Linked DNA regions of Sus scrofa: region 2 is linked to region 1. Evidence: chromatin contacts called from public HiChIP or PLAC-seq data. All regions are on one chromosome and are shown on one strand. The core of a region is the stretch at or near the end of the contact, and the rest is flanking DNA. Distances in the headings are between cores, read along the strand shown.

The links. HiChIP or PLAC-seq counts read pairs in DNA pulled down with a chosen protein or histone mark.
Region 2: a contact with region 1 is called in an H3K27ac HiChIP or PLAC-seq map of alveolar macrophages. The contact joins two enhancer-like sites. A contact is called at or near these places in 2 of 47 Hi-C or Micro-C datasets (psoas muscle and retroperitoneal adipose tissue) and 1 of 2 datasets of contacts at active chromatin or transcription factors (alveolar macrophages).

Annotation. Positions count from the first base shown.
Region 1 is chr1:230,623,782-230,627,515 of Sscrofa11.1, reverse strand. The region is part of intron 5 of GNAQ (G protein subunit alpha q); the gene reads left to right. Among named protein-coding and RNA genes, the nearest start is that of GNA14, 81 kb to the right of the region's middle. Within about 2 kb of position 1,920, at least 1 of the 83 cell types and tissues checked has an H3K27ac peak or open chromatin away from gene starts, as enhancers often do. A contact at or near this core is called in alveolar macrophages, where this site is marked.
Region 2 is chr1:230,851,560-230,855,021 of Sscrofa11.1, reverse strand. The region is part of intron 1 of GNAQ (G protein subunit alpha q); the gene reads left to right. Among named protein-coding and RNA genes, the nearest start is that of GNAQ, 54 kb to the left of the region's middle. Within about 2 kb of position 1,596, at least 16 of the 83 cell types and tissues checked have an H3K27ac peak or open chromatin away from gene starts, as enhancers often do. A contact at or near this core is called in alveolar macrophages, where this site is marked.

The DNA.
Region 1 (3,734 bases), core at 671-3,170:
GGGTTAAGGATCTGGCGTTGCCGTAAGCTGTGAGCTGTGATGTAGGTCGCAGACGTGGCTCGGCTCCCGCATTGCTGTGGCTGTGGCTTAGGCTGGCAGCTTCAGCTCCTATTTGACCCCTAGCCTGGGAACTTCCATATGCCACATTGCAGCCCTAAAAAAAAAAAAGACAAAAAAAAAATCCATGGTTTCTCCGCTTCCTTACTCTTTATGTGCAGTCATTGGAAAGTGTTAGAATATTTTATTTATCCTAGATATTCTCAAATTTAAGGACTTACCTTTTGTTGTCAATCTCCCCCCTACCCCCAGCTCTTCTGGGACCCTTTTGCCTAGAGACTTAATTATCAGAGATTTTATTTAGAATTCATACAATTTTTTTTTTTTTGCTTTTCTCTTTTTATAGCTTGTTTTGGCTGAATGAAGGACTACCTTGGTTTTATTTTTCCCCGAACTTTTCTCTCCACTTTTCCATTGCTTTTTACTTCCTGAGAAATTTCCTGGAGTTATCTTCCAAACCATTTTTTTTATTTGTTTGTGTTTTGGTTTTCACAGATTTTCTCTTTTCTTTCTTTTTTTTTTTTTTTTTTTAAACTCTCCGAGCTCTTTTTGTTCTCCATATCTTCACTTTTAAGTCAGTATCCTTTTTTGTTTCAGGAATGTTTTTCTGAGGATTTTTTTTTTTCCTTTTCAAAGTATTATTGATGTCCTTTCTTCTTTCCCTCCTTCCTTCCTTTCTTCCTTCCTGTTTCCCTTTTTGGCCACCCCATGGTAATGGAGTTCCCGGGCCAGGGATCAGATCCGAGCCATAGTTGTGACCCAAGCCAAATCCTTAACTTGTGCTGGGCTGGGGATCAACCCCGGTCCCAGCCCAAGACGCTGCTGATCCCATTGCACCACAGCGGGAACTCTGAGTTTTCTACATTGGTTCTTTCCTTTGATTTCTTTTTCTTCCCCCCTTTTCTCTCTCTCTTTCCCCCCTTTCTTTCTCTCTCCTCCTCTTTGTTCGTGTAGGTTTCTGTTTTTCATAAGGTGGAAATTTTCTTCAAGCTTTGGAATCCCTAGGTGTTTGACAGCAGTTAGGCAGTAAACAGCTTTCTTTTCGCTGCCTCCCCTCCAAGCAGTTCCCCGAGTTAGGAGTCCACTGTTGGGGGTATAAAAATGGCATAACCCCAATGTCTCCCATCAGTCCTGCTTTCTCTACAGACAGGGAGCTAGAGCTCCCCTGAATTCTTCCTCTTAGAGGACCAGTCAGTCCTTAGTGTTCTCAGGGAAAGGGTATCACCTGATTGTCTCAGCCTGACTGAGCTATGAAAGGTGTAGCTTTCAGCATCCTTTCTGGGTCAGTGCAGGTATTACATATTTGACAGATGTTCTTTGTGGTTGGAGTTGTTACCCGCTCTCCTCATTAGGTTTTGTTGGTGTTTCATTTTCTTGGGCCCTTAGGGAACAGAATGAAGTAAATATGTCTTTTCCTGAAAGCTTCTGAAATTTTCTCTCAATCTGAGATGCTGGAGTCCACGTAATTATCTTTGATTATGTGATTTTCCTCACAGTTTCTCTCCCCCCCCCCCATTTTGCCTTTTTAGAAATTTAGATTGTGAGAAAGCTTCTTTTGTGGCCACAGTGATTTTGAACATTTCTTTTCACTTTCATCCGACTGCCTTGGATTAAGTGTTCCAAATCATACCTTTGACACTGTCTAAAGCTTTTAGGGTTAGTGTCACTTTTGCAGACACACGCTGTGGAATTACATAGGGCCACATCAGAAGTGGATTTATGGAAATGTAGTTGTAAGTGTGCAGCCATAGAAAGGAAAACGGATAAAGGAAATGAGTTATGCAAAAGGCTTTGGGCTGCCTGCCACCCACTGAAAGGGTGCAGTGAAATAATGTGAGATGGGGAAATGGAATCACTTGTTCCCGCACTTGGTTTTCATTCCTGCTTGCCTAATCTTGAGCAGCTTGCAGTGCAGAGTATTAGCCCAGTATTGAGTGATTCTAATTCTTTGTTCCCTCAATGCAAACACAGACCTAAACCAGACTTTATCTGGTGCTCACCTTTTCTACCATGAAGGAAGAGCAGTCTGTGTCAGACATACAGCATGACAAGGTGATCTTGGGACCACGAGTAGGTACCCTGACAAAATACACTTTTAAGGGTAATTTAGATGCCGTGTCATTTCCACCTTGCACTCTGATCCCGAGTTTATTAAGTGACATTCCTAATGTCAGTGGAAACATATGTGTATGAGACCTCTGCCCCTTTTCTGTTCTCATAGCCATGAATGAGCACATGATCACTCAGCCAAATTTCCTTCTATTTAGTTTCTGAGCTTCCACTCAGAGTTTCGCGTTAGATCAGGAGCAGCAGTTCCTTCCTCATTTACTTGGCCTTAAGAAGATGAAAATGTTGGTGGGGGCGGACTGAGCAGGTTGGGAATTTCAGATGCTGCTCTTAGAGTTGCATGAAATGTACAGCTCATAAACTTGAAAAACCTCAGAAATGGACTCATATTGGACAAATATGGCACAACTCAACCACCAGTCAGAAAAGAGGATCAGCCAAAGTGGACATTGGCCATAAACTGAACATTAGCTGGTTTACAACACACACCCAGCCTTAAAGACGAACTGCTGCTGCCTCTGGTGCTTTTGAGGTCTTTGGTGTCCATTTCAACAGTACAATTAGTTCTGATCCCCTCTCCTTTTTACTTCTATTCAAGTCTCTAACACATTGGTGTTGGTGGGCTCATAAATTTTTCAGCACATTTATATTGTCCAGATATCTGAGAAGTTACTTCACCACAAAGGTTTTAAGTTGGATGTACTTTCAAGGCTGTGTGCCAGCTGAGCCCTCTCCCACTGAACCTCCAGTAACACCATGGTCAAATCTAATGACCCTGTGTCCCTGACCACAGGTACAGAGTTTCCCATGTGAACTACTGGTGTTCACTCATGTGCTAGTCTTTGTAGGTCTTCTCTCATGTCTTTCAAAAGCTGTCTTTCTTTTTTGTTTGTTTAGTTTTTGTGGGTTTTTTTTGTTTGTTTGTTTTTTTTGTTGTTGCTATTGTTCATTTGTTTTTTCAGGGCTGTACCCACAGCATATGGAGGTTCCCAGGCTAGGGGCTGAATTGGAGCTACAGCTGTCAGCCTACGCCATAGCCACAGCAATGCTGGATCCCCAACCCACTGAATGAGGCCAGGGATCAAACCTGCATCCTCATGGATACTAGTCAGATTTGTTTCCGCTGCACCACGACAGGAACGCGTGCTTTTTCTTCACAATACTTGAATTATCCCCCCCACATCCCAACTCCCCCCTTTTCCCTTTCCCTAGAGAAGTTGTTGATTTTGTGTGATTTCAGTGTTTCCATTAGTTGTATTTTAAAGGTGTTTGTGTTGAACTTACTCTGATCTCATTTGGTTATTAGCCTTTGGCAGAGATCTTTTACTTGCCTCATAACACCTAGAATACAATTTTCTGTACATAGTACATAACATGCAGAATACAATTTTGTTTAGAATATTTTTGCCTGACTGCTCAATTTAGTAATAAGGTTATATTACAAATGCATTATAAAAACATTTCATGGGAGTTCACGTCGTGGCGCAGTGGTTAACGAATCCGACTAGGAACCATGAGGTTGCGGGTTAGGTCCCTGCCCTTGCTCGGTGGGTTAACGATCCGGTGTTGCCGTGAGCTGTGGTGTAGGTTGCAGACGCGGCTCGGATCCC
Region 2 (3,462 bases), core at 347-2,846, 230 kb before region 1:
TTGGCTCAATAACTATTCCCTTGTGTGTTTGCCATAATGTACGTTTCTCTTATTAGAAGGGAATGGACATAGGATAGTATTAAGTTTGAATGAAGGTGGTTTTCATTTTTAAAAAAATCAAATTGATACGCATATTGACTAGGATGGTAGATAATCAAATAATTGTTTTGTATGGTTAAAAAAATGTGAAAATAGGAGTTCTCTTGTGATTCATTGATTTAAGAATCCAGTGTTGTCGCTGCAGTGGCTTGGGTCGCAGGTTCGATCCCTGATCTGGGATCTTCTCCATACTGTGGGTATAGCCAAAAAAGGAAAGCAAAAAAATGTGAAAATAAAAGCAAACTTAAGCATGGTATAATTTTGAGCATTTACTGGAGTGTAAGAAAGGAGAACCCTTTTGATCCTGAGGTTAAGCCAGGTTCATTGACACTAGGATTCTGTTTCCTTCTCCACAAGTTGAACTCTACTCTTGCATAATCATAATGTTGTAAATGTAGCTAAATAGCTCATGGGTTAGTCTCCACACAAGGCAAGGAAGATGTAATATAAGTACAGGAGAAAAAGAAAAAGAAAAAAAAACAAAAAACAAAAAAAACAGAACCAACCAACTAACCCAAGATTTAAAAACCTGGCAATGCAAAAAGAGAGGAAGTGCTGACAGAGTTGGTGGCTAGATGGCAGGAGAGAAAGAGAGGTAGATGCTGGGGGGGATGTGTCTGATGCTAATTTCCTTCTCTTCCGTGATGGGATATCAAGAACTACTGTGTAATACTGTTGAAACAAACAAATAATTAATTGAAGAACTGAAAACAGCACAGTCAAGAAAACGAGGGAAGAATTATAGGTGAAGGAGGTGTAAATGAGGTAGGTATAAGGGAGGCAGGCAGAAAGTCAGTAAATTCTGTCTGAGGTTGACAAATGAAGAAGAGATATATGCCTGTTATTTAGTTAAGCTGATAACCACTCAAGGACTGTGAGAACAGTAATAATGGAAGGGAATAGAAATGGGAAATATGGGCCTAGAGACGCTTACCACTTACTACCTACCATCTAGTTCTGTTGGGAAAAATTTAACTGCATATGCATTGCTTTTAAAATAATTTAGGATAAAAGAAGAACTTCAAGAGTCGTGCCTGTGCAGTGTGAGAAATAACTTTCCATGTGTACTGTGACATCACTGCTATTACCAAGCTCCCAGGGACAGCTGTTGTCAGTGATGGAGGGCTGTAGTTTCCTAAGCATTGGGACAGTGGTAGGTTGGGTGGGGTGACAGAATACTCACACCCACAATCCTTTTCAAGTAATCAACTGTTCTTACTTTTGGTTCCTGATCAAAGTGTGTCAGAGAACCCTCTACCCTTCCTCAAAGGTGCCAAGAAGAGGGAAGGCTTTTCCGACTAGAGCCTGCCCGCAAGGCCCAGCACTTGTGCTAACTAAGGCTCCTGCCGGCTCAGGATCCTGCTTCCTATTCTAGATGCTGTAGTCATTCTGGAGAATAGATGTCTGCACGGCCTTTGTTTTCTCTGGTCTGAGGAGTGGCTGAACTTCAGGGCACCGACTTCCTTCCAGGAACTTCCTGCGAGGGGAAAATTGGACTTCTCTGCTGAACACTCCACATACCTGTGGGTTGAACAATGGCTACAGCATTGTTTTTCAAGAAGGGATGTGGTTTGGTTTTGACGTTGAAAAGGGAGAATTGTTGTGTTCATGGCGCCTCCAGGTGGGCAGTCAAGGAATGGCGGGGGTCTTGTTGGGATCGGGGCCCTGGAAGAATGATGACTTGGTTGTCTGTTTTTGCTTTTAGCCTTAGTCTGTGTGGTCCCAGGGACAGCAGTACAGTGGTGGGGTTTGGGTGGGGAATGGCATCTGAGGAAGGAACCTAGCAGGGAGTTAGTGCCAGTAGCTCAAGGATGCACCCAGGCTTAGGAGGTTGTGTAAACAGCTGCCTTTTTTCCAGTGTCCGTTTTGCTTCTTTCTAGCGAGATTTCTAAGTAATTCTCATCTTTTAAGATACAAGAGCATATATTCTGAGGTTCCCCCAGCAGCTGGACAATCCTGCCTAGTAATTGTAGTTGCAGATTTCTCTATCAAGAATTGATTTGCTGTTGATTTAGTCCAGGGCTGCCAAGTCAAATGCCACGGCGATTGAGACAGGTGGTTTTAAACAGGAGGCACCATCTGGGTGGGAACTCTAAAATCTCATGGCTCACTGAAGCTGTTGTTCAGCTTCAAACGTCGCCATGTATGGAGAGCAGGCTTAGGGTTTCCAGACCTTCCAGTTTTTCAAGAAAACAACGACTCTGGATATTTATGTGAAATCTCTTGGAATTTAAATGTCGCCAACTAATTAAAAAAAATTAAAACTACTGTCAACACAGTCAAACAATAAAAACAAGCCTGTTGGGTGAATAAAGTCCGTGGGCCCCCAGGGTTTTCCTCTGGTTAGGCCTCTGACTCCCATCTACCAATTGTCCTTCTGCTTTGATTGTTTAAAACAAGCTACACATCTATTGGACACTCTGCTTTCATTCTGTCTTGTCTCCAAAGCAATATAAAGATGCTCTCATTTTACATAAGATACTGTAAATTAGAAGTAGATGAAAAAGCGAAAATGGAGGATGTAAATGAAACCAGGGTGTACACATACATGAGCATTTCAGTGAAGTGCAAATTGAGCAACATGCTTATTCACCCAGAAGGCTTATCAGAGGTACAGTTTGCAGTGTCCTTTAAAAAGTTGTTTAACAAAGGCCTGGTTCTCACTGAAGCCAAGATCAGAGGACACTTTCAGAAGGGTCTTCAAAGGAATATGCTGAATCATGTGCGAGACAAGACCCTCCTAGCAGTGTGAGTTTGGTAGGACTCTTCTGTCTATTGCCTTCATTTTAAAGCTGATAACATTGTACAGGAGAGTGTAGTTTAGGAAATGAGATCTTGAGGAGGACTGAGCTGTAGGTAAAAATGGTGTGGTGGTCTGACTTAAGCTGGTGGGGAGCCACATGGAGAGAGGGGATGAAATGGTTAGAGAGACAGATAGTTACGAGCCCAGTCTCAGGAACTTGAGTTTGAATCCCAGCACCATCCCTGACTTAGTGTGGAACTTTGGATTAGTTGCTTTGTTTTTCTAAACCTCACTTTCCTCATCTATAAAACGGGGATGATTATATAATAGGATCACTGTCATAGGACAGTTGTGTGTCTTAATTGGTTTAGCACTTGTTTGAATATAGCACTTGTTGCAGTTCCTGGCACCCAGTTAAGTGTTCTGTAAGAGTGGTGAGTTAAGAGAAATTGCTAGTAATGGAAACTTAATTGACAAAATGATTAAATGTGGCTGTCCATCCAAGATTTACGTATAGGACTTAAATGTTTTTTGTTCACCACACACAAAAATTATTCCACTTTATCTCTGGTCACCAAAAATATGTTAAGTACACACATACAAAGTATTTTGCAAGGTTC